2 separate regions of the Mus musculus genome follow, and region 2 is linked to region 1. The links are chromatin contacts, called in public HiChIP or PLAC-seq maps. All regions are on one chromosome and are shown on one strand. Each heading gives the region's core, a stretch centred on a gene start, on an enhancer-like site or on the middle of the called end of the contact. The rest is flanking DNA. Distances are from core to core; before and after follow the strand shown. Region 1 holds the start of Chd2 (chromodomain helicase DNA binding protein 2). Region 2 overlaps Akap13 (A kinase (PRKA) anchor protein 13).

Region 1 (3,236 bases), core at 25-2,524:
CTGAAAATTTACTGACAGAAAAACTACAGTTTCTAGGAAAGGCCCCTCCGGAGAAAAGTACATTACCTTCTGAATGCTGTAAGAGGCCTTAAGTCACAACTCAACTTTCATAAATTGATACCAAAAAATCAGGGTGTGGCATGTTAGCAATCTCAAGGTCACGCTTTAAAAACCAACCCAAGTTAGAAAATTCTTGAAATACAGACAGCAATCCATGTCTGTCAAAGTAAACAAGTGTAAGCTGAGGTTTCCCGAAAAAAAAAAAAAAAGAAAGAAAGAAAGAAAGTTGATAGCTCATACCTCGATGCATTGCTGTGTAGCGAACTGTCCTCCTCTTGGCTTTTGTCCTTATTTCTCATCATCTTTTAATTCTTAAATATTAAGGGGGAGGGGGAATCTGTGTTTGCTTTGAAGTCCTGTGCCCAGGTATTTACTGTCAAAAGTTGAAAGAAAGGTGAGGTCCCAGCTTCTGCGGATGGTTTTATTATCAGGAACAAAGTCCTGACGATGTTAGCGATATTCATGTAATGCAACAACGATAAACACCAGAAAAACAAAATATTTCTATTTTTCCGTTTTAAAATGAGAGGGGGATAAACTGAACGACAGAAGCATCACTATCAATAAGGAAAGTTTCTCAAAAGTAACACACTGGATACAAATAACAATCTCTCTATCTTATTGCGTCATCCAGGAATTTCTCATATTTACAGTAAATAAAGCCAAGTTCAACATTAATTTTTTTAAAATTATCACTGATTATCATGGACTTACCTGATCCATGTAGTAGGTCCAAAGCAAGAGTCCTATCTAGTAGTAGAAAAATATCCGATCCAAAATAATTTTTAAAAACGCAAAATTCTCCGTTAAAAAACAAAAAGTAAATGAAATAATCCTCAAATATGTTGACTTGTCAAAAAATAAAGCAATAATTAATACTAAAACAGGTCCGGAAGGGGAAAAAAAAACCTCATTAGGAGAGCGCACAAAAATGGAGGTGCGCCATGGCTTCTAAGCTGGAAAAAACAACGACCTGGGCTCTCAATACGGCAGCTTCTTCCAACAAGGCACGAAAAGAAAGCTCCTAAAAGCAGCTTTTCTCCCAAAAAAAGGTTCGGATCGACCCCAGTAAGTCACTAGAAGAGGCAGGGGGCTGCGGGGGCCCCCTGAGGCTGCCCGAAAGTTAGGGAAAGTTGCGTAAAGTGAACCGAAGCAGGGAGCAAAGCGCGCTCTCTCTAAGGCACAGCCGCCATCTAGAGCCTCCTTCCCAGCTCTGAGAGCTCTGCCTTTGATTGACACTCTCTACATTTACCCCACAACTCAGGTGATGTACCATAGACCCACCCCTTCATCTCCACCAAAAAAAAAAAAAAAAGAAAGAAAGAAAGAAAAAGAACCAGATTCTCCATCCAAGAGAGCCAGAAGACCCCCAACTCCACACCTCCCTGCCCCTCCAGACCACTCCATCAGAGGGAGGGGGAAGGGCTTCTTAACCCCCTCTGGCTCAAGCACCCTTTTTAAGCCAGAGAGAAATGTAATTTGTTCCTTTTGTCTAAAGATCTGCTAAATATTTCAGTCCTTGAGCTAAAATAACTTCCTCCCTGGACAGGAAGTGGAGTTTTATCAAGCCATTTTGAAATAAAGATAATTTCAAGAGACTCTAAAGCTCAGTTTAAGAACTAATCTTTAAAATAATTAACACCCCACCATGGGTAAAATGGCTTGTAAATAGAAGCAACATTTCAACACCATAAATTAAATCAACTCTTGCCTTCTTTATGGTGCCTAAAAACATCTAAAGATTAAGGGGGAATTTTCCACCTCAACTGGAAGGAAGGGGTAATTTTTTACAACTCAAGAGCGCCTCCCTAGTGTTCAACTGCAGTAGAGCAAAAGTTAATACAACCATTTTCCCCCCCAGAAGAAACAAACTTCTTTGTAAACCATTAATCTTGGAAGTGCCACACATCAAACATATTTACTTCTTACATATATTTGGGCATAATTAATAACTTCGAATTCAAGAAATTACACCAACCTTGGTCACCTTTAAATCAAACACTCAACCTCAACTCCAAAATCAAAAGAACCCTTTCACTCATGTTTGAAATCGAATTCTAAGTACACTCACATTTCATCAATCACCGCCACTTAAATAGGCCACATCTACCAGCCAATTATCAACTGTCAAAGACAAACCCCCTCCAGATGGAAGCACGAGGTCTATAGAAACAAAATTACAAATGCAACAAAGTATTCTCTCCCATGCACACAAGTAACCAACCACATACAAATGCCGAAAAAACTAAAAACATTCCTTTACTGAACCCTACTGGTCAAAACCATGACACTCCAGCAAACGAATTCATTTTAGTTTCACTACCAAACGTAATTATGTTAAATCTAAGAAAATGTAAAAAATCAGTTTCAAGTCTACAAACATATTTCCATCAAAATCCAAAAACTCAAGTTTTCAATTTACAAATATCAACCACCTCACATCATCCAAAGAACAAACACTGCATCTGTATTAACCACAGATGTGTATTCTAAGGTAGTTTACATTAATAACAGACTATTTCATTCTTTGTTCTATATACTGAGAAAAACACCACCAATCGTCATTTGGTCAACAAAGTCCCCATCACTGCTTTATCAAATTTATTACCAAAGTAGCAATCAATGAAAATCTGGCATTTGATTTCAACCATGGGTAACCAATCTAAAGCATGGTATAATTCATTTAAACTCCCAACTGCACAAAACAAGAAAAACAAGAATTTTTTTCAAATGTAAATAAATTACACTGTCATATTAGGTAAGCCCTTTAATGTATACCCAAAGACTTTAAAAATACACCTCTAATATAAGACAATACAATACAAATTAGTATAACTCAAATATTCAGATGAGCATTTCACATGGCAAAGGACGACTTTCATCAACAAAAATTGAAAGACACTGAGACTGTCTTGGACTATACAGGAAATGAGACCAGCACTTTGTTTTATATTATATATTCACTATAATCTCCTGACACATTCAAAGTTACCATTACCCAATGATTAAAATGCAAGATATTTTGAAATGACCCAAACTCAAAGGAATTTATTCAAACCCTATAATAAAAAGCCAGCCAAACTGGGTGTATATAGCTTTAATCCCAGCACTCAGGAGGCAGAGGCAGGAAGATCACTGCAAATTCCAGGCCTGGCTGGTCTACAGACAGAGTTGCA
Region 2 (3,199 bases), core at 394-2,893, 2.1 Mb after region 1:
CTCCTGGACCTTTGGACCTATGCCCTTAAACCACATGATATCAAAGTTCTTGTATGCTCCTGCACAGAGTCCCGTGCTTTTTTGGTTAGCTTAAGCAAGAATTTTATTTACAACTTCATCTCTTCAATTGTCTTGTGTCTACTGTGTCTAGCATCCTCTGTACTGAAAAGCATCATGTGCTTACTGTCTACGGTGCCGGTGTGAGCGAGGCTTGCTCTCTAGAGCACCAGAAAGAGGACATTGTCCACCTTCATGCTTTTAATGGACCTGTGGTGGGATCAGGATGAGGCTTGTGTTAGAGGGAGCTGAGACAGTGGTGTTTGGGTAGACAGATGGGTAAGTGAAGAACTGGCCACCTTACCTGGGTTTGCTCCGTTGCTTTCTCCTAAGCAGACTAGCCTCCTTAAACACCTGGCCTGAGGAAATGGTGACTCATTAGACCTTCGTTACCCTTTCACAGCTTCAAAAAGAAAACACCTTTCACCAACTTTGCTTGCATTATTGAGAGAAACTGTAGTATTTAGTCCCTTCACTTCCTTTCTGTTGTGGTGTTTAAGGTTGTACACTCACATTCTCCAAATCCGTGTAAGGGGCTGCACTCTGTCCCCTTAGAGAGAACGTAGGACTGCTTCTCCCGGAAAGCATTAGAATGCTGTTTCCCTTGTTTGGTGTTGCTTTTGGCACAGAGTCTCTTTATATAACCCTGTCTGTCATGGAACTCATGTCATGGATCAGGCTATCCTCGAACTCACAGAGGTCTGCCTGCTCTGTCTCCATAGTGCTGGGATTAAAGGCATGTCCGTACCTAGCCCACTGTGGGTTTATTTTAGGGTTTTGTTTTAACCCCCTTTTCTATTCTTTCACCTCTCTTTTCTGCTTTTTGCTTCCTTGATTCCTCTTCCTCTTTACCCCTCCAATGTTTATTACAGTCCCCAGTGTCTAAAAATGAACGACTGTGTCTGCTCCTGAGGCATAGGAGACTGGCAACTGGAGAGGTCTGGAGAAGCAAGAAAACAGGCAAATGAAGTCACATAGTCCCATGATTGAGAGGTGTGACAGGCAAGGCGGTCTCAGCCACGTGACTCTTCTTAGTCCCAAGAGTCCTAAGAGACATGCGTACATTCATCCTATGCCATCTCTTTAACTTTCTTTAGAACTTTCTCAGACCCCAGATGAGACAAAACCTTAACTTGTGATGACTTCTAACCCTTGCCAGACATTTTTGTAGCTAATTCTACATCCTAGAGACATAACTCTGAAATATTTGGCTAACATTTTTCTGATATTAAATCATTCCTTTGCATTCTGCAGGGAGATGCTGTATACGCCTTGGCTGGATTCAGGGTCTCTGTGTCTTTCCTGAATGCCAAGGCTGTAGTACAGACTAGTAGTGTTTAGTATAACACCGCCTTTCTTTATTAGCATACTACTGGCATCAAAGGGACTGAGGTCGTTCCTTGCGGTGTCTGACAGAGCCTTTTTCACTGGGGACTTGTAAGGAGGAGGAGGAGCAGGAGGAAGCCTGTTGGAAAAGGAAGCCTTGTTTTTTCTCTTAGTCTGTAGATGATTCATGTTCCCACCACTGCAATTAGGTTTCCAAACCTCCAAGGCTGCTGGTGCAGGTCTGAAAGGGCAAGTAATGACGATCTTGAGAGAGCAGGGTAAAGGGTGTGGAGGCTGCGGAGGGAGGGACTGGCTAGCTAGCGGCAGCCAGCTAGGGAGGGAGGGAGGGAGGACATCTGGGGGAGTGGTCTATTTTCCTTGTACTCGGCCGGCTGGCTGTCCTTAGATATTTTCAACTTAAGTCAAAATCCAGCCCTGCTGCTGAAGAGCTGGAGACTGGCTAAAAAAGTGGATACTCTAGAAAATACCTCCAGATTTTTTTTCTCCCCCCCCCCCCCCCCGCCTCCATATAGGTTTCTTGCCTTTGTTGTTTTAAGGAATTCTCTCGTGCCATCACTTTGAAATAGCCACCTTCCTTTTAAAAAAAAAAAAAAAAACCTTTGTCTTCGTGGCTAAGTGCTTACTGGCTCTGGGTTTTCTGCATACATGTGCCAACCATTATGCTTAGCCAGTTCGTCCTTAATTTTTCTACTGGAGTTCTCGGCAGTGATGGAAAAGATCTGTGCTTCTCTTTCAGTCAAGATCTGCACAGCAGCGATCTTACTGCAGACTGCTTTTATTATGAATTATAAACTCGTCTCCGTGCTCTGAAGTTGCCAGAAAGTTCCCACTTAGTTCACAGATTTGGAGTCTGCTTTTTTTTTTTTTTTTTTTTTTTCCTTAACCCGAGAGTTTTCTATATAGAGGAATCTGGAAGCAGAAGTCTCCTCCCGCCCACTGTGAGAATTTGGAATTTCGGACCTGTGTGAGCACATTGGTCCCTGGATTCAGCAGATATCCGTCTACATTTTGTCTCTTCTTTTCTGCATCTGTACAAAATGTATGAGCGGCACAAAAGGCGCTATAGCCTGTGTGACATCTCCAAGGTGGACAGGACTGTCGATGTGGTGTTGCTGAAGGTAAGAAGGGGCCACACCTCATACAGTTTCAACATCTCAGGAAGACTTCTCTCTGTACCCTTACTGCCCGGTCTTGATCCTTCCTAAACTAGGATGAAGTGTGAGAAAGCCTGAGCTAACAGTGACAGAAGATCAAGGGGGTGGGGGGGTGGGGGATTTAAAGTTCTTTAAAGGCATGTCTGAACAGAGACTGTGTCTGTGTGTGTGTGTGTGTGTGTGTGTGTGTGTGTGTGTGTGTGTGTGAGAGAGAGAGAGAGAGAGAAAATGAATCTGCAACAAAGCACTTATTACTAAAATAAAATTTTACTTGTTCTAAGTAGAATCTAAATAATCACAAAGGAGGAATTCATTCTCAGAGCTGCCCTTTTGCTAGATGCCTCTGTTTTTCTGTTGCTTGCCCCATCCCCACACCTCAATTCCACCTCTCTTTCTCTGTGAGCTTCCTTTTCTGTCCGTCTCTTTGTCCCTTTGTCTGTGTAGGTCTTTGGTCTTTCCTATCCATCTGCTCTTCTCCTGTCTCTCAGTCTTAGTTTTCCAGGGAAACAAGAAGTCAGGATTCTGTTGGTACTGTCTCTAGTTGACTCTTTTCCTGCCTTAGCTTCTGACCAGTGATGAGCTGCATTTACATTTGTTTGATTTCACATCGTTAGTAAGGTTGGGTGTCTAAGCGGAAGGGG

The links. HiChIP or PLAC-seq counts read pairs in DNA pulled down with a chosen protein or histone mark.
Region 2: a contact with region 1 is called in an H3K27ac HiChIP or PLAC-seq map of embryonic fibroblasts, with 11 times the contacts expected there. The contact joins the enhancer-like site here to the promoter of Chd2 in region 1. A contact is called at or near these places in 1 of 484 Hi-C or Micro-C datasets (B cells), 4 of 115 datasets of contacts at active chromatin or transcription factors (astrocytes, bone marrow-derived macrophages, cardiomyocytes and 1 more) and 2 of 9 other capture datasets (adipose tissue and liver).

What each region holds. Positions count from the first base shown.
Region 1 is chr7:73,540,472-73,543,707 of GRCm38.p6, forward strand. It overlaps Chd2 (chromodomain helicase DNA binding protein 2), which reads right to left and starts at 1,275. Exons shown (of 39, transcript NM_001081345.2): 1 at 775-1,275; 2 at 301-433. The coding sequence starts at 362. Chaserr (CHD2 adjacent suppressive regulatory RNA) reads right to left here. Exons shown (of 5, transcript NR_037569.1): 5 at 1-3,236.
Region 2 is chr7:75,640,943-75,644,141 of GRCm38.p6, forward strand. The region is part of intron 8 of Akap13 (A kinase (PRKA) anchor protein 13); the gene reads left to right. Among named protein-coding and RNA genes, the nearest start is that of AU020206, 140 kb to the right of the region's middle. Within about 2 kb of position 1,644, at least 228 of the 459 cell types and tissues checked have an H3K27ac peak or open chromatin away from gene starts, as enhancers often do. A contact at or near this core is called in B cells, adipose tissue, astrocytes and 3 more, where this site is marked.